Linked DNA regions of Mus musculus: region 1 is linked to region 2. A link is a contact called in public promoter capture Hi-C data. All regions are on one chromosome and are shown on one strand. Each heading gives the region's core, a stretch centred on a gene start, on an enhancer-like site or on the middle of the called end of the contact. The rest is flanking DNA. Distances are from core to core; before and after follow the strand shown.

Region 1 (5,850 bases), core at 2,951-5,450, 1.1 Mb after region 2:
CCAAAGGGTTTCCTTCTGCTGCCCTCTGCTTCCATTTCTGGGAAGCCTCTTACTAACTGGGTCATTTTCTACCACGGAGGAAAAAAGAACAGGACACTGGCAATATCTGTCGCCTGGCTCTGCCGTTCTAGAGAGAGCACAGGGCAGAGCGCTTGTGGCTGGTCATCTTCTATGTGGTGACAGACCTGTCTTTCATATTTCTAGTCCGTTGCCAAGCTTCTAAATGAGCTCCTGGATTTAAATGGGCCACACATTGTTCTCTCTCTAATCCAGTGCAATTACGAAAGCAGTTTTTAGATATCAATGTATAATGTAATCAATGTAATGAACACACATGTTTTTAAATGAAATAACCAGACATTTTAAACAGGCTTATTAAGATGCGTCTATACCCACATGCTAGAACTTCCTGTTGGAAACTGTAGCTTTCAATTGGCTAAAAGGATTAATAATTATTGTGCTCTGTCCCCTATGCACCACATATAAGAATCACCTATTATATCCAAATGATCTTATCAGCCCACTAATGATCTGATTATAGCCACACAGATAACCTTCATTTTGCAAATCCTAGTGACATTAAAATAATCACAGAAACATGCAAGAAAATAAGTGTGTTTCTAGGGTATACTGCTTCATCTATTGAGCTACGAACGGTTTCAGAATTTGTCTTCGAAACACTGAAAAAATGATCAAAGTATCAAAGAGTCACCTCCGTAGTATGGTAGGTTCATCTAGATAACGGAAGAAAGCAAAATAAGTGTCAAACACACACACCCAGAACATTTGCATAATTTATCTCAGGACCCAAACGTTCCACAGCCAAGTAACCCCTCACAAGCGGCAGGCTCCTCTGACTGCCAAGCTCGAGTAACTACAGGCTGGATCTGACCTCTGCCTATGAACACCAGTAAGCCAGCAGAGAAACATTCCCCAAGCTTCGACAGGCCACACCCAGAAATAAGCACCAGTTATTTTTAAAGTTAGCACAAACAAAATAGTACCTGCTCTTCGGCCCTTTGGCTTCTCAGCGTTGATAAATATTTCCGAATAGAGTGGAGAGGATACTTTTTCAAGTAAGAAAATCCGGACGGAGGCAATAAGTTCTCCATACTGAGGGGAAACCCGAGGGTCCTTGTCTGCCCCTCCCTGACAGCGACCAAATGCGACCTAGACACTTAGTCTCTGCTGCCTAGCCGCTCCTTTGAAGTGCCACCACTTTGCTGCAAACCGAGCAGGTGTCAATCTTATAGCTCCCCCTTTGAGTGGAAGTTCCTAGAGACAGCTGAGGGAGGCGGGTCATCTAGAAACCTCCAGAACTGCAATGCCCAGGAGCCAGAGGCAGGAAGAAGTTCAGGGCTGGCCCGAAGAATGTAAACAGCCCAGCGATAGCGATATGACTGACTGTCCTATTTTGAGCAGCAAGGCTCTGTTGCAAGCGATGTTAATATTAGCTAGCGGGTGACTTTCCATACCCACGGACTCTCGTGAGGTTTAATTTTAATTCTTCCGACAGTATTTCTGGTGATTCTTTCTTTCTTTCTTTCTTTCTTTCTTTCTTTCTTTCTTTCTTTCTTTCTTTCTTTCTTTCTTTCTAAGAGGGCATGACATGAGGTTTTCCCAGTTTCCTTTGAGCTTTCTTGTCATTACCAACACACACTAACAACCTTCAACTGAGCCTCCGCTCAAAAGTGTCAATTCATTTCAGCCTTGAGAAACGCTGTTTTAGAGTTCTTATTTTATTATTTTTATTCATCTCTCATATGTTACATCCTGACCACAGTTTCTCCTCTCCTCCCAGCTCCTCCACCCACACATTCCTCCTCCCCACTCCCCAGGAGGAGGAAAAGGGTCCCACACATAGGCAAAAGAGTCTGGGACAGACCCAGCTCTCAATGTTAGCATTTCCACATGAACCCGGAGCTACTCAGCCATAACATACATGCAGAGGACTTGGGGCAGACCCCTGCAGGCTTCCTGGTCTCTGCAAGTTCCCATGAGTGTATTGATTCTGTGGACCCTGTTAGAAGACTAGCACTGTTTGAAAACTAAGCAAATCACACACACACACACACACACTCACACACAGACACCACCCCTTCATGGACATTATGGGGTTGGCCAGCTCTGTGGACATTCATTGAGTTCTGTGGTGCATTGTGCTACGTGCCAGTAACCAGACACTTTGCATTTATTGGGCAATGGCTGCAAACAGATTCTTTTCTGAGTTAAAAGGCTTCTTGCCTTGAATCCTTATCGCAAAGCCACAGGCTGAACTCAGAACCATTAAATTTCCCCGAGGCTTTCTCCTGAGTATCTGTGAGAGGAACTGTTACAAGCACACTTCTAACTACTATAAAAAGGATTCATGCCTTCAAAAGAGGAAAAAGGGGTGGTGGGGGCAGGGGGGTAAAGAAGAACACAACAAGAGATCTGTTGTGTTAAAGGATATGAAATTATACATTTGAAAGTTCATTTTCTTTGGGATCTATAGAGGTCACAGGGTTTGTCGTCTAAGTCCTGAGCCACACTTCTACCCCCACTCCACCCCAACTGTGTGTGCATGTATGTGTGTGTGTATGTGTGCATGTGCGCGTGCACACATACACACACACACACACACACACACACATGCATATTTATACTAGTGTACATACCCATGCTGTCCCATAAGGCTAGAGGACTAATGTCCTGCTCTAAGGCTTTCTGCCTTATTCCCTTGAGATGGCTCCTCTCAGTGAACCTGGAGCTAACTGGGCAAGCCAGCAAGTCCCAGCCATCTTCTTGAATCTGCTCACCACAGGGCTGTAGTTACAGGAACAAGCAGCCATGCCAGGCTCCTCCGCATGCAGGTGCTAGGGATTCAAATTCTGATCCCTCTTCTGGTACAGCAAATGCTCTCACCCACTGAGCCATCCCCCAGCCTCCCGCCTTTGTTCTTTCCTGGCCTTTTAAGCCTTTCAGTAGCTCACACCATTTCAGCAAGGGACCATTGTGTGGGAACTAAGGTGGACAAACCATGTAGCTCAGAGGTGTGCTTCAAGGAGAAAAGCTAGTCTCTCTCCCCTCCAGTGAGAGAAGAGGTTGAGAGGAAATAGGAGTAGGCAAAGCTCCTGTCATAGACTTGTGACAGGACCTAGCACTCCTGGGTGGGGCACTTGCCTTCAGGGAACATACCTGATAGCCTGAAGCAGCGTATGCCACCCAGGGAGACCATCTGTCAGGCTGGCACGGGGCCCATGAGCAAGGTGATTTTCCAGACTCATCAGGGCCTGGAGGCAATTCCAAGAAGTTCTTTCCTTCTGCTGGGAATGAGTCCCCAGAGGCCCCACTCTCCTGCTTCCTCTCTAGGTTCACCATTGTATGCTTACAGAAGCTCTGGGTGTCTTCCTCTATGTCTGGAGACTAGACCACAGGCTCTAATGAGGGGAGGGGAGAAGCAGCGTGCTCTTTGCCACTTCATGACCCAGAAAAGCAATCCGTTTGCCAGCCCAGACGCCCAGACCATCCTAAAGCCCGAGAAAGAGAAAAGGCCCCAGGGATAATAGGGACAAGTTCTGTTCACGTTCATTGAGGGATCCACAAGCTGCCTCCTTTGCAGCTCCTCTTAGACTATTTGAACTTTTATGCTTTGATTGTGGGCAGAAGCCCACAGCCTGCTCAGCATGGCTTCTGATCAAAACCTCTCCCCAACGATGGGCACAAAGCAGACTTCATTGTAGACCAGATGGTTTGTTCTGTGGTCACCTTTTCCAGGTCTAAGGAGGGCAATGAAAAAAGAGAAGAGAAGGGAGGAGAGAGAAGAAAAAAACCCTGCACCAAACAAATGTCTGTTCTATTATAACACAGAGCAGAAAATATAAAATAGACATTGAGGAGCTTCATGGTAAAGCAGGGCCCTGGGCACAGTTCCCAGTGCTGGGAGTGGGGGAAGGAAATAAATAAGTAAATGGGTGAAACAAATGTAACCAAGAATCCTTTAGGTATTTAAGTAATAACGAGTATAAATCATAGGGAACAATGTATTTGGCCTTTGTACTTAACACTAAATTATTTGTTCTGTGTCAGTGTAATTCTCTGGGCCTAAAAGGAAGGTCCAAAGAAGATTAAAAAAAAAAAATGTTGTAAGTCCACACAGCTACAAAGCAAAGGGGAAGGGCTTTTAACCAGATCAGCCTTCCCCCTGAGCCTCCCTGGCCAACCAGTACACTGTTCAGCCTCTTAACCCACACCCAGAAATGTACTAACAATCAAAACCTATGGAGTTGTTAAAGAGAAAAACACGTGTAGACTGGTAGGAATTTACACATGAGAACAATTAGATTTAAGACCAGATGCATACTTATGAAAAAAAAACATAACATTTTTTATCCTGAGTCTTCTATAAACAAAATATGTGCTTCTCTTTGTTGCTGTGGGAATCAAACGCAGAGCTTCACACATACCAGGCAAGTGTCTGCCTGCCACTGAGCCTCTTTCCCTGCCCTTCTTAAAACGTTTACTTTGAGACGGCATTGTGGGAAATGGCCCAGGATGGTCTCGACCTCCTGATTCTCCTCTCTCAGCCTCCAGTGTAGCTGAGATCACGCGTGTGTGACACCATGCTCGATTTCCATAGCTTTTAAAGCTTTCTTGATGCTAAGATTCACAGAGAGCTTCTGTCTATAAGTACAGGCATTCTGCTCCCAGCGCAATTCACGCTAACACAAACGCAAGGGAGGATTCTTGCGCACCCCTATTCTCAGATGGGAGTCAGAACCAGCACCTGTTTCTGGTGTGGACTTCTCTGGCGATGTGGCCTTCACGGGTGCCAGTTTTGATTGCTACTGGGACCCAGTTGTATTGGTGAAAGGCAGCTGACCAGTCCTCGTGACTACAACACACATCTGCAAGAACCAAAAGGCCCCTGCCTCCTGCCCAGCAGCACAGTAGGGGATAAGGGCAGCCAGCTGCTACTGTGTACGGCTCACCCCCACCCCTTGTTGTCTACTCTGTAGGAACCAAATAGCTAGAAAAGTCATGGACTAAAGCTGCAGCCCTGTGAGAGGGCAGTCAGATGTTCTCTTTAATTTCTAAGAATCGGCAGCTTTTTTAATAAATAGATTAAACCCCTAGTTTGTTTTTGTTTTTGTTTTTCACTAGAAAAGCCACACTGAAAGGCGAAACAGTGGCAAGGTGCGGAGGCAAGATCTAGTTTACTTTTCTCCTTTCCAGTGTTAGAGAAGATGGGATGAAAATGTGAGTTGGTGAAGCTTCTACCATGTGTTCTGCACAGCTAGGTCCTCTGTCAATGCACCCAGCCGCACACTTATTAAAAGAGAGAGGCCAAGGGAGAAGACGAGAACCCAGGGGTTAAATCCAGGGTGGGGATCAGAAAAGGACAACAGAAAAATACTCTGATATTTTTTTTTCTAAACTGCATCAAGACAAAACCTAAAACCTCACTAATCTCCCTTTCCTTCCAATCGGTGCTGAGAGATTCCATCAGGAAAATGACTCCGCTCTCTGGGAATTAATCCAATCTAGAAATAGAGTGACAAGCAGGCAGGCAGGCAGAATGATGGAGAAGCTGCTAGCCCAGAACACCGAAGCCATTTTTCATTATAAATTGTACTGTGAAATCTCTCTCATCCCCACCCCCCCACCCCCTGCTCTGCAGATACTGGTTTAATCTGGCCTCTCTCTCTCTCTCTCTTCAAGGGCAGTGTTAAATGAGATCAGGAGAGGGGAATGGGAGACATTTAACCCTGCTCATCAAGACAAGTTAATACAGTGTCAGATTCCACCTCACAGCGAGATTAAAGTCCATCTGAAACTACACAGGACATTTTCTTAGAGTCCACACCGTAG
Region 2 (5,941 bases), core at 1,875-4,374:
CCTTTAATCCAGACATTCACAGTGTATCCACTGAGCATTTAGTTTTGTGAGGTGTAGAGAAATGCCAAAGGGCTTTGTGACCTTTAAGTAGCTGTGAGAGGCTCCATAGGTCAAAAGAGCATCAGATAAACATGGTTTTCTAATGTACCTTGGGGGAATCTCTCTTTTGCATGGCACACAAGGCTCTACACCCTTGCCATTCAAAGTGGGATCCATGGGTCAGCATCATCAGCACCTCATGGGAGTTTGTTAGAAAGGAAGACTCTTAGCTCCTGCCCAGACCTACTTTCCCACAACCTTACTATCTGCATCACAGTACCCTTGCTTCAGCTTTCTAAGCAAGCTTAGCTAGTTCCTACCTTAGACAGCATTTGACCCATCTTTTTGTGTAATGGTTTCTTCCAAATGTTTCCATGGCTCTGCTTTGTAATTCAGATTTTGAGCAACATTATCACAGAGGATCCAAGAGTACAGACCTTAGGGACCTGTGTCCTGTTATAATTTTTCAATGCACATTTATTATCTTCTCATTAGAATGGTAAGTGCCATGAGCACAGGGGAGCTTTAATGGTCTCAGTCACTGTTTTATTTCCTATGCCCAGAACATTGCCTGGATCAAGTTAGGCAGTCAGTAAGTATTTTATAAAGTCAGGAAATGAATAAATGATAGAATTTCTTGCTGACACTGAAGTTTCAGTGAGGTGATAGTAGAAGCTAGGACTATTGGAAAATATTTCCTAGGAAGATATTTGGGGTTTACTGCTTCAATCCAATGTTCTTTGTAGCTGTGACCTATGAATGGAAGAAAGGGGTTCAATGGTGGAGACAAGTCTTTATCCTTACCTTTGGGCAGGTCGGGAGGTTACATTTGTTAAGATGACATTTGTTTGCTTTTGATGGCTCTGCTTAGGTACAATTTTCTCGGTATATTTTGGGCAACTCCTTTGATGAATGTGCTTGTGTACCATAGGAGCAGGCAAAACTGTGATCTGAAACCTTCCCCTTTATTTCTAGACTCCTGCATCGAAGTGGTTGGGCTCGTGGGTGAAGATGCTGTTTTGGAGTGAGTTCATGCATACTTTAAGAGCTGACTCCGTAGCACCACTGCAGGTCTTTTCCGCAGTGAAACAGCAAAGGCAACCTCAGGATTCTGCCGAGACGCCCTGGGAGCACCTCTTACACCTCCTGTTTACACAGCCTTTTTAAAGAGAAAAGTGATACCAAAAAGTAATTTTTATGGTCAATATACACCTGACAAACTCAAACCAGACATTATTTTAAATAGAATTTTAAATTGGTTATTTAATTTATTTACATTTCAAATGTTGCCCCTCTTTTTGGTTTCTTCTCTGCAACCCCCCCATCCCATCTTCCCTCCCCTTTGCCTCTATGAGGGTGCTCCCCCACCCACCCATCATACCTGCCTCACCGCTCTAGCATCCCCTTACACTGGGGTATCAAGCTTCCACAGGACCAAGAGCCTCCTCTGCCAATGATGCCAGATATGACCATACCTCATACATAGGTAGCTGGAGCCATAGTTCTCTCCATGTGTACTTTTTGGTTGGTGGTTTAGTCCCTGGGAGCTCTAGGTGGTCCCACTAGTTGGTATTGTTGTTCTTCCTATGTGGTTGCAATCCCCTTCAGCTCCTTCAGTCCTTCCCCTAACTCTTCCACTGGGGTCCCAGGCTCAGTCTTATGTAGTAGGTAGGTAGTATCTGCATCTATATTGTTCAGGTGCTGGCAGAGCCTTTCAGAAGACAGCTATACCAGGCTCCTGTCAGTAAGTACTTCTTGGCATCAGCAATAGTGTCTAGGTTTGGCGTCTGCAGATGGGATGGATTCCTAGGTAGAGAGGTCTCTGGGTAGCCTTCCCTTTAGTCTCTGCTCCAGTTTTTGTCTCTACATTTCCTTTAGATAGGAGCAACTCTGAGTTACATTTTTTGAGATGGGTGGGTTGCCCCATCTTGTAACTTAAATATCATTTGATGAGGTGATACTATCCCATTTTTTTTTCAGAAAAAGAAAGGTTCTAAGATTTAGATCTGTTCAAAGTTGTCCCTCTAGGAAATGGGCAAGGTGTTCAAGCAGGCCTTTTGCACTATATTGCTGGCCTACTCTTAGCAAAAATTCCCGAGCCATTAATGAGAGGAGAGGCCCTTGGTCTTGCAAAGATCCTATGCCTCAGTATAGGGGAATGCCAGAGCCAGGAAGCAGGAGTGGGTGGGTTGAGGATCAGGGGGAAGTAGGAGATAGGGGATTTTCAGAGAGGAAACTATGAAAGTGGATAGCAATTGAAATGTAAATAAAGGAAATATCTAATTAAAAAATAAAAAAATTCCTTCTTCCTCCTCCCACCCACCCTTCTCTCTTCTCCCTCCTCCCTTTCCCCTCCTCCCTCCTCCCTACATAGGATACTTCTGTCCCTATTGTTTCATTTGAAAACTTTTCAGTGTGAGTCAGATTTTCTTTTGACTTTAGAGCGCACCCCAGAGACTAAGTAGCATCATAAAGGATTCATGAGGAAAACAGCAGTGACTGTGTGAAATCCTCCACACCTCACAGGCAGGATCTGCTTAACTGAGGGAAGAAAAGCCCAGAGACAGACATTTTGTTTACCTCATAGAAGTGTGGCATTTTCAGCCCGAGGCTACAACCAGAATTAAGAGTTTAAAAACCAGCTACTTTAGTTTCTCTCTGTCCCTGTCTCTCTCACACACACGCATGCACACGTTTTGTCCCTAGAAAAGAAACGAATGCAGGGACATATTTTAGGAAAAAATATCAGTCTATTTTACAGAACAAAGAATGAGGATTCTGGGGTTGCAGTTTTTTGAGAATTGTCCCTTAGGGATTGGACCTTCCTTTCCAGCCAGTTGAAAACAAGAAGAGTGGGATAGGATGCGCAGAAACTCCTCAGCCTGCAAGATGTCTACCCCTGAATTATAGCTGCTTAATAAAGCTGTTCTTGGGGCCTTCATTCTCCATCTAATTTCTCAAAAACCTTTAACTCTATATGAAGAACTAAGAAAGAACTTCTGGATGAGCACAAGAGCTGCCAGATGTCCCGGATATTGCTTAAATATGCCAAAGGACCATTGCGTAACAGGGATCCCGATTTTTTCCCCCAACCTTCATGGAAACATCCCTAAAGCAGACTTTGGGTAATGCCCAGTAGATGGTGCTCACCATCAACTTTGTCAAAAAGACGACTTGAGCTTTGACAGAATTACTCAAATGGGATTTGGTTTGGACTCAGAAACTTCCAGAAGTAGTCTTTGAAGTAGTCCAGAAGTAGTAGGGCTTTGTAACAGAAACATTTGTACCCCTTACTGTCCCTCCCCCAAATCATAATTTGAAAAGCAGAAGGGAAAGTTGCCTGTCTATCTATCTGACACCGTGTCTCTCTGTCTGTCTGCCTCTCTCTCTCTCTCTCTCTCTCTCTCTCTCTCTCTCTCTCTCTCTCTCTCTCTCTCTCTCTCTCTCTCTCTCTCTGTAACTCCCAAATCTTTCATAGTCCTAAGAGGAACCAAACGCCCATTTAGAGAAGGATGTGTAACCTTTCCCAGCTACTGTATACAATGGGCTCCCAAGAGATTTTTATTGAAATCATTTGCTTTGAACTCAAAAGTCCCCTATGCCTTAAAATGTTTTCCCCCAGAAATTGTAGTGAGGTGGCAATTAAGACCTTCTTAACCCTTGAGGTGCCTGAAGTTCAGAGTTTCATTCAGTCTCAATAGGTAGTATGTATGCAATGGTGTTCCTGGAGAAACATCCTGATTTCTTCTCTCAGTGAGCTGATAGGGTAACTCAGCCAGCTGTTTCTATGGATTATAGAGGGGACTCCTGTGAATGTTATTACTCTTAGGTGGGCAAGGGTGGAGAGTTACCCTTGGGGATTCTTTATCTTGCTCCCTATCCAGAACTTTGGGCTTTGTTACGTTTAAACCACAAGTTCTTTTGCTTAAACCCAAATCTCCTGTTGTATCTACAAGTTTTTTCAGTAGTTATGTAATCCCATCTTTTTCAGGTAAAGGTTCATAATATATTATCATGTTCTAAACACAGTTTTTTTTTTAATTATAAAGGATAAATGGGTGGGGGATACTCAGAATTTAATTGAGGGGATAAAATCAGAAGAAAGCATCGACACTGGGCAAGTCCCCAAAGTCTTCTGGAAATAGTGTGTTATCAGAAAGTTTTGGGAGTCTCATCAAAGTTGCATCTGTTAAAGGGGAGATTGGAGTCCCTTTTTTTGGGGGGGGGGTTCTAAGTCTCTTTAATAGGAAAATTTAGGAATAGGTTCAAAAGGAAGTCCAAGAATGATTTCATTAGAAACTCTAGCTGTACATCTCAGCTGCTGACAGGAGGAGGAAGGAAATGGAGAAGAGCGGGCGTGGAAGCCTTGCCATTTGAACTAAGCTGGCATGGAGGTGACTGTCAGACTGGCAGTTAGATGGTGGGGAGGTGGGGAAGCTTCAGAAAGCAAGCTATGGAAGCCAGAATGACCAGAGAAAGCATGTTTAGACTCTGGCCAGCATCCAAAAGAAAAGAGAAAAGCCAGAAGATCCAGAACCTCATGTGGCTCATAGGGACTGTGGTGGTTTGAATAAAAATGGTTTCCATAGGCCCTTAGGGAGCAGCACTAGGAGGCATAGCCTTGTCAGAATAGGTGTGGTCTTGTTGGAGGAAGTGTGTCACTAGGGGTGTGTTTAAGGGGTCTAAGGAGCTCAGGTTCTCACTGTCTCTTCTTGTTGCCTATGGATCCAGATGGAGATCTCTTAGTGATCTCTCCAGCACCGTGTCTGCCTGTGTGCCACCATGCTTCCCACCATGACAGTAATGAACTAAACCTCTGAAACTGTAAGCCAGTGCCAAGGAAATGTCTTCCTTTATGAGGGTTGCTGTGGTCCTGGTGTCTCTTCAGAGCAATAAAATCCCAAGACAAAGGCTGTGTGAGGGGAAGAATTCTGGGAAAGAAAAACATATTATCTAATCAAAGGGGTAATTATTGTTACCTCTTTAGTATTGAATAAGGTGGACCCAGCTTTCTGAGGAGCACATTTCTCTTGGCCAGGTGACCCAACTAGATTAACTCTTAAAAGAGGATACAGTGGCATGTCTCCATTCAGAGCTTAGGAGGTCAGGAGGCAAGAGCTTTCTCTTAATGAGCCTTAAATGCTGCTGTTACTGTGCATCATTTGATTCTCCTGAGATGAAACACGACACCCTTTCTATATTCAGGCCCTGTCTGGTCTAAGCATAGAAACGAGTCTTTAATTTGGCTCTCAAGAATATTCTGATGCTACAGGATCTAGCTGAGCCATCTGATTTTACCACAAAGCACGTTCTCTGGTCTTTGATAATTTTCAGAGGAACTGAAACACTAACATTTAGTTGTTTTAAAGAGACAATAATTCTCTGCTAATAATCATCTATTGCTAGGTGTGTATAAGAGACATCCTGATAGTATTTGCTTCCCCCTCTTTCCATTTAATTTAGAGTTTCCTCTCCATGTATTGTTCAGGGTAGATCCTATGTTGTCATTTGTGTGTGTGTGTGTGTGTGTGTGTGTGTGTTTATGCACTCAATAAATATTTACTGAATAGTCCTTATGTGCTCATCTAGATAACAGGTTGGAAAACCATGGGTCCTAAGTCCAGTTCAGTTGATGATCTGCTTTTGTAAATAAAGCTTTGTTGGAACACAGACATGTTCATGTACTTATATGACATTTACAAGGCAGGAACAGTTCCTGCCTTAATTCCTGTTGCAGAAATAAGGTGGCATATTCTAGGGACCCAGGAGAGGACCTTTTTGTTTGAATCAGTGAAAGGGAGATTAGAGGATGAGGATAAACAGGCAGGCAGGGATTGGCTCACTGGGGGCCTTATCCAAATGCCTCAACTTAGCACTTGGATTTATTCCCAGCACTTTGCGA

The links. Promoter capture Hi-C pulls out the DNA fragments that hold promoters and counts their contacts.
Region 1: a promoter capture Hi-C map of hippocampal neurons shows a contact between it and region 2, with 3 times the contacts expected there. The contact joins two enhancer-like sites. A contact is called at or near these places in 7 of 39 promoter capture datasets (the 3T3-L1 cell line, the C10 cell line, embryonic stem cells and 3 more).

What each region holds. Positions count from the first base shown.
Region 1 is chr9:105,520,036-105,525,885 of GRCm38.p6, forward strand. It overlaps Atp2c1 (ATPase, Ca++-sequestering), which reads right to left and starts at 1,222. Exons shown (of 27, transcript NM_001253831.1): 1 at 1,005-1,222. The coding sequence starts at 1,112. Within about 2 kb of position 4,201, at least 22 of the 459 cell types and tissues checked have an H3K27ac peak or open chromatin away from gene starts, as enhancers often do. A contact at or near this core is called in hippocampal neurons, where this site is marked.
Region 2 is chr9:104,454,682-104,460,622 of GRCm38.p6, forward strand. No RefSeq gene overlaps it. Among named protein-coding and RNA genes, the nearest start is that of Mir2136, 32 kb to the left of the region's middle. Within about 2 kb of position 3,125, at least 4 of the 459 cell types and tissues checked have an H3K27ac peak or open chromatin away from gene starts, as enhancers often do. A contact at or near this core is called in hippocampal neurons, where this site is marked.